Linked DNA regions of Bombyx mori: region 2 is linked to region 1. The links are chromatin contacts, called in public Hi-C maps. All regions are on one chromosome and are shown on one strand. The core of a region is the stretch at or near the end of the contact, and the rest is flanking DNA. Distances in the headings are between cores, read along the strand shown.

Evidence for each region. Hi-C and Micro-C count contacts between places; a contact is called where the count stands out from the background.
Region 2: a contact with region 1 is called in a Hi-C map of middle silk gland, with 1.6 times the contacts expected there. The contact joins two enhancer-like sites. A contact is called at or near these places in 2 of 7 Hi-C or Micro-C datasets (middle silk gland and whole pupa).

Annotation. Positions count from the first base shown.
Region 1 is chr4:1,261,977-1,269,149 of ASM3026992v2, reverse strand. LOC110385709 (enhancer of mRNA-decapping protein 4) reads right to left here. Exons shown (of 25, transcript XM_038010694.2): 11 at 5,213-5,316; 12 at 4,719-4,830; 13 at 4,501-4,628; 14 at 3,300-3,385; 15 at 2,844-2,947; 16 at 2,630-2,733; 17 at 2,403-2,496; 18 at 2,177-2,335; 19 at 1,915-2,038; 20 at 1,406-1,598; 21 at 776-941. Among protein-coding and RNA genes, the nearest start is that of LOC134201874, 6.7 kb to the right of the region's middle. Within about 2 kb of position 2,774, at least 3 of the 8 cell types and tissues checked have open chromatin away from gene starts, as enhancers often do.
Region 2 is chr4:1,311,026-1,318,285 of ASM3026992v2, reverse strand. All of the region lies in intron 3 of LOC733058 (small GTP binding protein RAB5), which reads left to right. Among protein-coding and RNA genes, the nearest start is that of LOC733058, 12 kb to the left of the region's middle. Within about 2 kb of position 4,730, at least 5 of the 8 cell types and tissues checked have open chromatin away from gene starts, as enhancers often do.

The DNA of each region.
Region 1 (7,173 bases), core at 1,525-4,024:
TGGGTGAGGAATTATGACGGGAAGATTATAATCTTAGTTGATGTAGGGACACAGTTTAGTAGCGCATGCAGTTTTGTACATCGCTTGCATTAGTCAGTCGTACATAGCCCACCCGACACGTCAGACGCTTGTAACAATATACAGAGTAAAATTGGAACTAACTCGTTTTATTAATAAAGGGCAGATTACACCTTTTACACTTGCATCAGCAACCGTATAGTTAGTTCATTGCACTGACTACCGAAGGGGTGACGATAATTATTGAAAAACATAGATTTTAAAATAATTCTGATCGCAAAATGATGACTGGATTCAGACAAAAGACAAAAATCTAATTTCAATCCAGTTTGGAATTATAATATAAATGCACTTTATGTAAAAGAATGAAACACCTTAATAACTGATTTTAAATAGTTAAAAATGGAATACAGTTATTACTTTTTTTTAAAGCCAAAGTGCAAGGTATAAAAGATATTCATTTCTTAAATTAATTTTTTACATTAAAAAACTAAGAGAATGTACAGTTTGCCAAATGCTTGATGCATGTATGATTATTAAAAAAAAATGTGTCATCTTCTAAAAAATTCGTATTTATTATACACTTGACATTGAGTAAGTGGAATGTCAATGCTATATCGATTTAATGCTACAATATCGATTTGCAATCTCCGATTTCCAACCCTACTAAAGATCGATCGAAAAAACGATCTTTATCGAGTCGGCATTTTTATATTTTGTTACTGAACACTAACAACATTTTTATCGGATTTCTTACACTCTTTAGTCCCGTTCTGGAAGGCGTTGTTGACTTGTCGGAAGATCTGTGCGTGCGCGCGCTCCATGGCGGGCAGCAGGCTGTCCGTCACCGACGCGCGGAAGGACTCGCGGACCTGCTCCGACACGCAGCGCGCTATGGACGAGCTCAGCCGCTCCGACACCGCCTGCCGACACACCACGCACCACCCTCAGCTCTGTACCGCAGGGACCAAGACTCGGACAATTTGCCCAACCAATAAAGCCCAGAGGGGTCTTTCAAACGCCGCACACCTGTCGTATATTTATGAAGTGCTCGAGTGGCGTGGGCGTCGTTTCATTTTTAAATGGTGGTAGGACGTCTTGTGAGTTTACATAGGTAGGTATCACCACCCTGCCAATTTCTGCCGTGAAGCAGTAATGCGTTTCGGTTTGAAGGGCGGGGCAGCCGTTGTAACTATACTTGAGACCTTAGAACTCATATCTCAAGGTGGGTGGCGGCATTTACGTTGTAGATGTCTATGGGTCTATTTATGGGTCTGGGCCACAAAAAGGAGATTTATTTGTAATGAGTATACAGTTGTATCGCTAGTCACTTGGCCGTGCTAACAGGTTCGTCGAAGTGTTGCTCTTGTATCGACAGGTGACAAACCTTGCTGTTGACTAGTTTGTCGATGTTGTCCCTGAGCAGCTGGTCGGTGGCGGTGAGCTTGGCGGCGAGCTCGTGCTGCAGCGCGGCCACCAGCGGCTCCAGCGCGCGCGCCGCCCCCGCGCCCGCCGCCTGCGCCGCGCCCGCGCCCGCCGCCGCGCCCGCAGCCTCGCCCGCCGCCGACATGCGCTCCCACCTGCCGCACCAACAATGACTCAATGTTAGTAACGTGAATTGCTCCCACATATACACTTACACAACGGATACATTTTATACAGATCCCACATTAAATTTGATTCCGATACATATTCCATCCGTGTCGATGCGCAGTGCCGACCGGACACGGAACTAGTTTTGGCATGACGTGATGGCGACAGCACGCCGCCGGGCAGAGCTCGTCGAAGACACGTAACGTGATTACAATAAATATTTTTGGAATATACATACGTAAAATATATATACATCTTTTTAGGAATGGTAAAATTTATTTTTCATAAATTAATTATACACACCCTAGTGTGACAGCATTATCTAAGGCCTGTGCGTGTGCCTGCAGCGCTTCGTCCAGTGCGGTCCGCGGACACCACGTGGCGCCGCGCAGGGCCCGCAGCTCGCGACCCTGCTGCTGCAGCAACTCTACAACCAAACATCATGACACGTTTTTTTACTTAAGGATCAGGATAAGTTGGGGCCCGATAAACATTTGAAATTAAACACATCTGTACCCGCAGAAGGTCTAGAGACTCCAAATAGGATCTGTGCAATCAAACGCACCTGTGATTTTGTCCAGTTTGTGCTCGAGCAGGTCGAGTCGCGCGTCGCACGCGGCGCCGAGCGGCTGGCTCTGCGCGCCCGACTTGTCGCTGGACGCCTTGCGTTGGTTCGCTTCCGTTATCTGCGCTATGGATATCTGCGGCCACGAGGTGTCGCCGTCTGTAACGGAACAACTGGTGACGTCGGCGGCTCCCACACTACACTGCCCGGGGGCGCGGAGACGTACTGGAGTGCGGGAGCGCGAGCGGCGGCGGCGGCGGCTTGTCCGGGAAGGGCTCCGGCTGGCGGGCGGCGGCGGGCGGCGCCGGCGACTCCTCCTCCTGGGACAAAGGTTCGCGGCTGGTTATTAGTGGTGACTGGTGAAAATGGGTGCCACAGGAACACAGCTCATCACGTCAAATCTGCGACGTTCACAAGCCATGCCTATACAAGAGAACAGAAGCCGACACTAACCAGGTTGTCGGCGAAGAAGGCGTCGTCATTGTGCGCCATGATCTCCTGCACCTCCCGGCTGGGACTGGACCCCCCCGAGGTGGGCTTGCCCGCGCCCTCGGCTCCTGCGTCACAGTCACACAACATCAGCACAAGTACAAAGCGAGCCGGGTCCGGGCGGCACCAGCAGGAGCGTCTCCCGAACCCTCCCGGCGTTCTGAGTGAGCGGACGTACCCTTGGCGCGGTCGGCGTCCCCTCCGACGGAGCCGCGCGGCTTGGCGCTGACGTCAGGCGTGGCCGACAGCGGCGGATCCTCTTCCTCCCTCTTGCCCGGCGAGCTGAGGAACGTTAACTCCCTTATTGCCTCATCAGGTCGACGGATCTCCGTAGTAGCCCCACCGTGCCTCTGCCGAGCACTGAGGACTCTTTTTAGGCCATCTGGTTTTGAAATTAACTCCCCTCCGCGGCATTTCTTGAGCGCATGTCCTTCTTCAAACGAAGTTTGCGAAGTCCTTGGCGGCAGGAAACGACTTGGCTCTGGCACTGGCATTGCTGATGTCCATTAGCGACGGTAATCACTCATTATCAGACGGGCCACATGCTTGTCTGCCTGCAAGGGCAATACAAAAGAGCAAGAGATTCTTTGTCCCTTCCAAAACACGGCAGGGCCGGGCGGTGCCGTGCGGTTACCTGAACGCGTCGGGCGTCATGAGGTTGAGCTGCGGAGGGATCGGCGGAGACTCCGCCCTCTGACCGATGAGGCTCCCGGGCTGCGTCTACAACAACAAATATTGGGGACAAGCAAATAAGTATATTATTGTGAATACTGACATTATATCCTAAGAAATACATACAAATATGTATGTCTATTTTTTTATTACTAGGTGGGTAGGTCTCGCGTCTGTAAGTGAGCGGCGGTATGCACTTAACATCATGTCATTAGCTCGTTCAATTCTATCTGCAATCGTTATCGACCGCGCCCCCTCCGCCCGGACCGCGCACTCACTCCGCGGCAGAAGTGGAGGGCGGCGCGCCCCACCACCGGTGTGAGACGGCAACTTACAAATCACGAGTACCGAGTGCATCGCTGAGCGCAGTAGCGATTGACCTAACAGTGTGAATGATTGGGCTGATGGTGACGGTGACAAATATCTATTTTCAAATATTTTTAGATCTCTCTCTTCTCTTTTAAATTCGCACTAGAGTTAGAAGTGTCAACAAAACCTCGTAGATAGGTGTGCGAGTAGTGACGCAGACTCGTGACTCGTTGGGTAACTTCAATGCGGAGTTAATAAATAATCTCTTAAAACTATTCGATAATTTACAGTAAAAAAAAAATTATTTATTTATTTATTGCTAGATGGGTGGACGAGCTCACAGCCCACCTGGTGTTAAGTGGTTACTGGAGCCCATAGACATTTACGACGTAAACGCGCCACCCACCTTGAGATATAAGTTTTAAGGTCTCAAGTATAGTTACAACGGCTGCCCCACCCTTCAAACCGAAACGCATTACTGCTTCACGGCAAAAATAGGCAGGGTGGTGGTACCTATCCGCGCGGACTCACAAGAGGTCCTACCACCAAAAAAATTGATCTCATCAAGTTGTTTTAGTTGCGGTGTGGGAGCGCACGCGGCGCTGCCGTCGTATTGTGAATTGTCTATGATTTATGAACACTGTCATGTTAACAAAAAACTACATATTAAAAATAATTACTGAGCCACAGATAAATATACATAGTGCAATAACTGTATACAAGTAATCTACGTGTGCAAAGACACGGTTTAGGTAGAAACTAGACAAGCTCGTCCCTATGTGAACCGCCACCAGATAGTAAAAGGAAAGAAAAGAATTATAATAATAATATAAAAAGCAAAGTGCGATAATTACATCTGTCTGTTCGTTGTGTACCTGTGACCTCATGAGCAGGTTCTTGAGTTGCTGGCTCTGCTGCTGCAGGATGCTGGAGGGCACGGCCGCCGGCCCGGCCTCGCCGCCCTGCTCCTCGGGCGCGCCGCCTGCGGACGCAACCTGCTCTTCAATATCATTGCTTGGAGACGTCGACAGCTGCATCCCCAACTCCTGTTTCTGGGCGTGCGGTGGAGTACCTGCAGGCAGTGCGAAGGCCAGCCGCCCTTCCTGCAGGCCCTTGGGCTGCACCACGTAGAGGCGCAAGGCGGCCCGCCCGACGCACCCGCACTCCGAGCCCGAGTCCGCCACCTGCGGGCGCGGACACAAGCAAATATATTTTTAAGAGTTCTAGTTTCCAGTACTTAGTTTATGCGTGATACTTTTCAGGGCACATTTAAAAAAATATCTTACAATTCTTGATATTAAGCGACCACCGTGACCCATGGACGTTAGGGGCTCTGCCGGCCCGCTGCCTGACACTCTTTGAGGACGACTCCGAAGTCCTCACGGCGTCCAGGTCAACTTACGACGGCTACCACAAGTTATGTAAGGGTATGCCATATAGCAATCGCAAGTGTAATGATAAAACTATGTATATGCAGAATGTTTCAACTAATTTGTGACATTTGCAATGAGAACGGTTCCGTCATAGTTCTATGTTAGTATCGTATAGTTGGAGGCGGGTGCTCACGTCCGGCTGGAGGTCGAAGTCGTCGGGCGAGGGCCCGGCGGGGTCGGCGGACTCGCTGCGGTGGAACGGGTCGGAGCAGCTGGACTCGCACTTCGCGGTCTGTTCTTCTGCCGGCAACAAAGTTCGAAACGTTATTTTTTTATTACAATAGTTTATATACGACATTATAATGGAAATGCGGACGATTTATTGGGACGAGTACGGACGAGACTGGACAAAGTGATCGTGTGCGTGTGAGTGTGTCACGTACCCGCGTCGGCGATGCGGGAGGCGGGCGCGGGGAGGGGAGCGGGGAGTGCGTCACGTACCCGTGTCGGCACTGCGGGAGGCGGGCGCGGGGAGGGGAGCGGGGAGTGCGTCACGTACCCGCGTCGGCACTGCGGGAGGCGGGCGCGGGGAGGGGAGCGGGGAGTGCGTCACGTACCCGCGTCGGCACTGCGGGAGGCGGGCGCGGGGAGGGGAGCGGGGAGTGCGTCACGTACCCGCGTCGGCACTGCGGGAGGCGGGCGCGGGGAGGGGAGCGGGGAGTGCGTCACGTACCCGCGTCGGCACTGCGGGAGGCGGGCGCGGGGAGGGGAGCGGGGAGTGCGTCACGTACCCGCGTCGGCACTGCGGGAGGCGGGCGCGGGGAGGGGAGCGGGGAGTGCGTCACGTACCCGCGTCGGCACTGCGGGAGGCGGGCGCGGGGAGGGGAGCGGGGAGTGCGTCACGTACCCGCGTCGGCACTGCGGGAGGCGGGCGCGGGGAGGGGAGCGGGGAGTGCGTCACGTACCCGCGTCGGCACTGCGGGAGGCGGGCGCGGGGAGGGGAGCGGGGAGTGCGTCACGTACCCGCGTCGGCACTGCGGGAGGCGGGCGCGGGGAGGGGAGCGGGGAGTGCGTCACGTACCCGCGTCGGCACTGCGGGAGGCGGGCGCGGGGAGGGGAGCGGGGAGTGCGTCACGTACCCGCGTCGGCACTGCGGGAGGCGGGCGCGGGGAGGGGAGCGGGGAGTGCGTCACGTACCCGCGTCGGCACTGCGGGAGGCGGGCGCGGGGAGGGGAGCGGGGAGTGCGTCACGTACCCGCGTCGGCGCTGCGGGAGGTGGGCGCGGGGAGGGGAGCGGGGAGTCCGTGTGAGTGCGTCACGTACCCGCGTCGGCGCTACGGGAGGTGGGCGCGGGGAGGGGAGCGGGGAGTGCGTGTGAGTGCGTCACGTACCCGCGTCGGCGCTGCGGGAGGTGGGCGCGGGGAGGGGAGCGGGGAGTGCGTGTGAGTGCGTCACGTACCCGCGTCGGCGCTGCGGGAGGCGGGCGCGGGGAGGGGAGCGGGGAGTGCGTGTGAGTGCGTCACGTACCCGCTTCGGCGCTGCGGGAGGTGGGCGCGGGGAGGGGAGCGGGGAGTGCGTGTGAGTGCGTCACGTACCCGCGTCGGCGCTGCGGGAGGCGGGCGCGGGGAGGGGAGCGCGTGTGAGTGCGTCACGTACCCGCGTCGGCGCTGCGGGAGGCGGGCGCGGGGAGGGGAGCGCGTGTGAGTGCGTCACGTACCCGCGTCGGCGCTACGGGAGGTGGGCGCGGGGAGGGGAGCGGGGAGTGCGTCACGTACCCGCGTCGGCACTGCGGGAGGCGGGCGCGGGGAGGGGAGCGGGGAGTGCGTCACGTACCCGCGTCGGCACTGCGGGAGGCGGGCGCGGGGAGGGGAGCGGGGAGTGCGTCACGTACCCGCGTCGGCACTGCGGGAGGCGGGCGCGGGGAGGGGAGCGGGGAGTGCGTGTGAGTGCGTCACGTACCCGCGTCGGCGCTGCGGGAGGCGGGCGCGGGGAGGGGAGCGCGTGTGAGTGCGTCACGTACCCGCGTCGGCGCTGCGGGAGGCGGGCGCGGGGAGGGGAGCGCGTGTGAGTGCGTCACGTACCCGCGTCGGCGCTACGGGAGGTGGGCGCGGGGAGGGGAGCGGGGAGTGCGTCACGTACCCGCGTCGGCGCTGC
Region 2 (7,260 bases), core at 3,481-5,980, 47 kb before region 1:
ACGGCAGAAATAGGTAGGGTGGTGGTACCTACCCGTGCGGACTCACAAGAGTTCCTGCCATCAGTAAAAGTAAAGTACTAGTTCAGTAGTGGACTAGGTCAATAACACGTCGGTGATGTTTGCCGGGCGTTTAGCGACTCTGTCCCTAATACAACACTGACTTCGTCTCTCTCGAACGCGTCAATATCTGATGAGTGCGAGCAGGACAAATGGCAAGATAAATAGTGTTTTCACGTTTAGCAACGAAGCGTATCGAAGATTTAACATTCGTTCTTCAAGTCGTAACAAAATGAAATTGTTACGAAATTGAAACTTTTAATTATATAAGGCAAACTAGCTGTACCCGTCCGCTTCGCTGGGCATTTAAAATTAACATTATTATTTTTCAACCCCACAAAGATTCTCATCATTAACGACCCCGCAACTGGTGTAGGGAGTCGCAACACTCATATCAATATTAGCCTATCCATTAAGTACATGCATTTTCTACATGGATACCAAGTCTCAAGTCAATCGGATGCACGGTTCAGTAGTTATAACGGAACATCCGTAAAAACCACTAGATTTATATATTAGTATCTGATATTATTATCAATTTTATTTTGCATCTTATGAACATACTAGCGACCCGCCCTCGCTTCGCTTCAGAAACATTAAAACACACATGAAACCAAAAAAATAAAATAAAAAAAAGTAGCCTATGTTCATCAGGGACAATGTCGGCTTCTAATGGAAAAAGAATTTTTCAAATCGGTCCAGTAGTTTCGGAGCCTATTCGAAACAAACAAACAAACAAATCTTTCCTCTTTATAATATTTATTATTATATATTATATTATATTATATGAACATAAAACTGCAACAGAAGTTTGTCAGTAGATTGACGTTTTCTACAAAATAAGAAAGAAAGAAATCCTTTATTCGCCAAGCATAGTGAAAATGAGTTATTACATAAATTAAAAGCAGCGTGTATGCTTTGTCATTATTTGTCATGCGAATTTTAGTGCAGTGCATAATTAAATTCGAAGCATTTATTATTTACATCATTTTAATAACGGTTAAAATTCATTGAGACGGTTCCTTTCACGTATACTCGATACATTCAGATCGAATAAGTCATGTCTCGAGGACCGTATTTATGTTTTTGAGGTCTATTCGCCCCAGTAACCACTTACCACCAGTTTAGCCGTGAACTCGTATACCGATCTATCCAATAAAGTTCCGTCCCGCCAGACAGCTTATCAGTCAATAACTGTTGGCCAATTACCTTTATTTGTGTTTTTGTAAGTATTCATTGCGATGTTTTATTGACCTGTTTTATTGACGGACCATTGTAATCTTGTGTTTCATTATTGGATTAGATAAGTAGACGAAATCTAGTCTGCCTGGTGTTAAGTGGTCACCAGCGCGCAGGGGCACGCACTTTGCGGCGACAATGGGACGTGGTTGTCGCTTTTTTTATTGCCCTTGTAGGCAGGCGAGCATTCGGCCCACCTGGTGGTGAGTGGTGACTTTCGCCCATGGAATTCATCATGGACTTCAGACTTAACATGGAGTGAGAGCTCGTTTACCAGTATAAAGTTAGCAATTTCATAATTTATCACGGATGAATATCTTCTTACAAGTTACAGATCAAATACAAAGGTTTTTGTTTATTTGCAAATACAAATGTGTGACCCTCGACTCCTCGAAGCAGTGTCATCCCTTGTGTCCTGACGAGATTTGCTAGTTTATAATCCATTATATCGCGTCTTCAACACTGCTGTTCTTTTCTACCTATTCGCTGGTAGCCTAAGAGGCTATTCCAGTTACGTCCGGACGGATAAGTGAGCACACGGGCTGAACCTGAGAGGATTTGCTAACACTGGCCCTAGCAAGAGCAATGCTTCGCTGAATCTACCAACGGATCGCAATGCCACCTACTAAGAAGATCCAACGAGAAAACACAGCTGTGAAACAATGGCGCCTCCTGGTTCCGTAGGCGGGCCAGCTGTTATAGCAATGCAATGAAGACCTCAGTCTTTTGCCCAAACGTTGATGCGCATAGTGGCGTTCTCGTTAATAATTTAAAAAAAATATAACCATTTACGTCGTCGGCAGTACTACTATACCCCCACTATAATAATATTAACACCATTGTGTTGAGTGTGCGAACGAAATGAGTGATTTTGTTTATTCATCACTTTTTATCTCATTTAATTTTTATCGAAACAAACAATTGTCTTTTGTGACAGATAAATGATTTCGAGGAGTTCGTTAAACTGGCAAATCGCATAATGTTATGAGCGAATGAGAAAAAAAAAAAAAGATACTGCAATGTGACGTGTGAAGTTTCGGTTAACACGGGTCAGGGTCTAGAGCGTTCGCACAGAGTTGCCTCGTCGGCCACCGCCCACGTTTCGATAACAGCTTTAATTATAAAGTGTTAAACCAGTTTTATCTATTAGAAAAAAAAAAATGAACATATTCAAGTTGGACGTGCTAATGTCAGATGAACTAGTCGATCGTTGACCGATAAAATACCTACCGCATTATCGGTCCATAACATCAACGCGAGACAGTTTAGGAGAATATTTGTTATCACGAAAACTGAAATAAAAACAAATTGGACAATATTAATTTTGTTAAGCAATCGTCGTGTGAATGTCTTAACAGTCGGGTTAAAGGATTGACAGGTAACACACAGCATTTTGGGTATTGCACCGGTATACTGAGACCTCCAAGCGGAGTTTACCAGGAGTATTTTTTTTTATTTGATTGAAAGATTACTAGTGGCCCGGAGGCCTTTCTAGTTTCACTAGGCGAGCAAGGGCTCAGCCAGAAGGGGTGGAATTTGGTAACAGCTACCCGAGCGCTTCTAAAGGAGACCTAACAACTCACATGTAGCTGCTCCACGAATGAAACTACTACCGGATCGGAATCGCGACACGGTAGGAGTAGGACGCGTATTGTAAGCCATTCAAATGATGGGACGAACATTATGCGATTAAGATTTAGACATTCATTTTGTTATGTTTATTGGCGCTTACGACCACATAATACCAGATGTCGTCTGTCAATATACATCAATAAAAATGCTTATTATCGCTAATCGAAGCCCTCTACTCCTATTAGCTTTTTTCCAAAGGGTTTGTCATAGACATGACCATACCATCGCCTTAACGCTTAGCACAAAAAACATAATATATACATTATACCATAACAGAGCAATCAGAAGGTTACGTGTTCAGATAACGTCGGGATCATCAGTTTAGGGAAAAGACAACGGAACATTTTCCACCGACCTGATGAAATTGCTCGGTAGACCGACGGTCCGAATGTTATTGGGTGGAACTTGTATATGCAAGCAAATTTCATCTTGCACATCTCGTTAGCGCGATTCAGGCGTTTCTCAAATATCTTCTCTTCTATGATAACTACCCGCTAGAATAAGTATAAAAACAAATTTTCTAGAATACAGCGGTGGGTTGTAAATATGTATAGCTTTTCTATACGACCACAGTTGTCTGAATATATGCGACCTACGTTGGGGTAAGATGTTTCATCTTCGATTGATATTGTATTCAATACCTATATTTAGTGCCATTTTGATAACTCGTGTTTTCAATAACGTGTGCTATATCTATATATATATATATATATGTAAACGGATCGAATTGTTTTCAGTAACAAAGTCACATTGACGCTCTTAATATATAACGGCGGAAGGACGTAGGCTCAAACCTGATTTGCTGAAGGCACTACTTATGACGTCAATGTGACGTAACACGTGACGCGTCCACATTGCTGAGTTTTTTTTCTGTGGATAATTGGTTTACGCTAGAAGTTAGTGCGATGGTACGTAATGTAAGACGTGCTTGCAATACGTCATACCACCGTTTATTTTTATTGCATACATGTTCGATCGAGCTCACGGCCCACTTGTTATAAAGTGGTTACCGAGCCCGTAGATATTATAGAGCTCCCTTTGCTTTGAAGTCTTCGTGGCCTAAAGGATAAGACGTTCGGTGCATTCGTATCTAGCGATGCACTGATGTTCGAATCCCGCAGGCGGGTGGGTACCAGTTTTTCTAATGAAATACGTACTTCACAAATGTTCACGATTGACTTCCACGGTGAAGGAATAACATCGTGTAATAAAAATCGAACACGCAAAATTATAATTTGCGTAATTACTGGTGGTAGGACCTGTTGTGAGTCCACACGGGTAGGTACCACCACCACCCCGCCTATTTCGGCCGTAAAGCAGTAATGCGATTCGGTTTGAAGGGTGGGGCAGCCGATGTAACTATACTGAGACCTTAGAACTTATCTCAAGGTGGGTGGCGCATTTAAGTTGTAGATGTCTCTGGGCTCTAGATGTCTACGTGAATGATGGTGAATGGCTACCGTCGCCCATGGACTTCAGCAATGCCAGGGGCAGAGCCAAGCCGCTGCCTGTCAATTCCCGTTTGTCATAGAAGTATCTCAGAGATTGCTGCTGCCACGTGCTCGTCTTTTACGACGTTCATGGGACGAAATAGGGTGTTACTATTCTAGGCCAGACAGACAGAAAGTCGAGATATCATTTATATATAAGTCTCTTACGTGTATTTTCCACGTCTATAACTTGGTTCGTTGAATGTGGAAACGTTTGGTAGCATAATGAATATCGTGTGTATAGGTGTGTCTTGTGAGGTCAAGGGCACCCGTTCCGACTTCCCCGACAGACGGGCCGGTACTGATAGCGCCGTTATCACGTAAATGTAGCACGCACGGTCTAGTCAATGGACCGATATCGGCTGTCCGCCCGCTGTGGAGTTCAAATTCATTTATGTCGGAGGAGAGACGCGGTCCTAGTTCTCTCAAGCTGTTAATGGAGCTTATGAGTAGCTAACGCGATGCTAACTTCCACCCTAACTCTTACAAGGTGGACGTGTCAGCATCAGTCAGTATATATTTATTTAAATTTTTTTTTATTGCTTAGATGGGTGGACGAGCTCACAGCCCACCTGGTGTTAAGTGGTTACTGGAGCCCATAGACATCTACAACGTAAATGCGCCACCCACCTTGAGATATAAGTTCTAAGGTCTCAAGTAAGTTACAACGGCTGCCCCACCCTTCAAACCGAAACGCATTATTGCTTCACGGCCGAAATAGTATGTAATAATAAAATAAATTGTATTCACATAATTAAGTAAACCATAGCCGCCTCAGGATCAAATCATAATAATATCGAGGGGTAGACATTTTTTTGTTTAAGCGACATTTTTGCAACTTTACAGGACAATCATTAATAAGTTAAGATTTAGAAAAAATATGAAAACAAAAAAAATAATCTTCAACTATTTGAATAGAGTAAACTTATTTGAAGTTCAATGAAGAACATAAAATTGTTGATGCTAATACCAAATAAAAGGGACCTTTAATTACAAAGACAAATATCACCCCTATCATCAATTTAATCCTTCGATATAGTCGCCCGAGTAATTTGGTTATTATACGACGGTAAAACATCAATTAGGCCAACAAACAAACATATATAATGACTGCTCTTGACCCCTAAGTCGGGACCGTCACACACACACACGAGGTGTGGTCCAACTGTTTGTTGCCGACGAGTTTGCTTTACGAAAAACTTGTGTTAACCCCTTTGCCGTGTCTGCGTGTCGTCTATAATCTATATTAAGCTAACTACTCTGTAATTTTAACATGTCTCTAAAAACGATTTTACGAGGGAAAAAATCCCCGCTTCTTTACCTACTTCATTTTAATTTAATCAACTTTCTTACTTCAATGAATTTATCAAAAATACAAAACTAAACATCTCTAAACAAACTATTTTACAAATATTAAAGAAAGTTTCATAAGAAAAACAACGGGATTTCGTTGTATCATCAGATAAAACTTGTAACAAGCTATTAGTTGAAATAAATATGAAATATTATGTAAATAATTTATGAATATATGTTATAACATATAAATATGAAATAATTTATGAAAGTCCTGATTCAGCGCGTTACACTATTTTGATGTTGTTTGTACATATAAATTCCCAGTTCTTATTATTACAATCATATATTTATATAGAACTGGGAACAAATCACGCACGGTCAACCGGTCCCAATTTAAGATTCCCTGGGTACCAGAGATTGATAAACATCCGGTTCTTTTTTAAATGGCTTAGGTTTATGCACGAGCTCACGGCCCACCTGATGTTAAGTGGTTACGGGAGCACGTAGACGTCTACAAAGTTAATGCCGCCATCTACCTTGATATATGAGTTCTAGGGTCTCAGTATAGTTACAACGGCTGCCCCATCCTTCAAACTGAAACGGATTACTGCTTCACGGCAGATATAGGCGGGGTGGTGGTACCTACCCGTGCGGACTCACAAGACGTCTTACCACCACTAATTACGGAAATTATAATTTTTAGTACTGGTATATATGTTTAAATATAATATATACATATATAAATAAACGACCACTTAAGGAGCAAACAAACCCGTTCATCACACGAATGTTTGCCCGATGTGGAAATCGAACTCACGACCCTCGGCGCGACAGTCAGGCCCTCTGACTACTGCACCGCCAAGTCATATTAGACACTAGCTGGCCTGGCAAACGTTTTGCCATATAAATTATTTCTAGGAAAAATAAATAAACTAGATACCGACTGCAGCGCCATCTGCCGGGCTGATTTGTAAATCTAAACCATTCTCGAATCCACCTGAAGGTACACAGAACAGTTCATTAAAATCGGTCCAGCCGTTTAGGAGGAGTTCCGTGACAAACACACGCACAGAAGCAATATATATTAAGACTAGCTGACCCGGCAGACTTCGTAGTGGCTCAATCGATAAATAAAAGACCTAAACTTTTGTATAAAATAAACTTAAAACAAACAAAAGGAATCCGTCCGACGGGGGCCACATCAAAGGGAAAACAAAATTGTTATTTTTATTTCATTCCGCTGCATTTTCATATGTATCTACCTTTTAAACCTTCTCTGGACTTCCACAGATAATTCAAGACCAAAATTAGCCAAATCGGTCTAGCCGTTCTCGAGTTTGAGCGAGACTAACGAACAGCAATTAATTTTTATATGTATTGATTATAGATTATAAATATTAAAACGTGAATGCTAAGTGTGTGTGAACGTAATTACCCACAAACATAGTTTATAAGCGATATATATTTTTATCAATGTAAACGACCTGAGTCTGGTAACGTCGAGTGTATCTGCTATAATAAATACGACAATGAGTTCGTTGGTTCG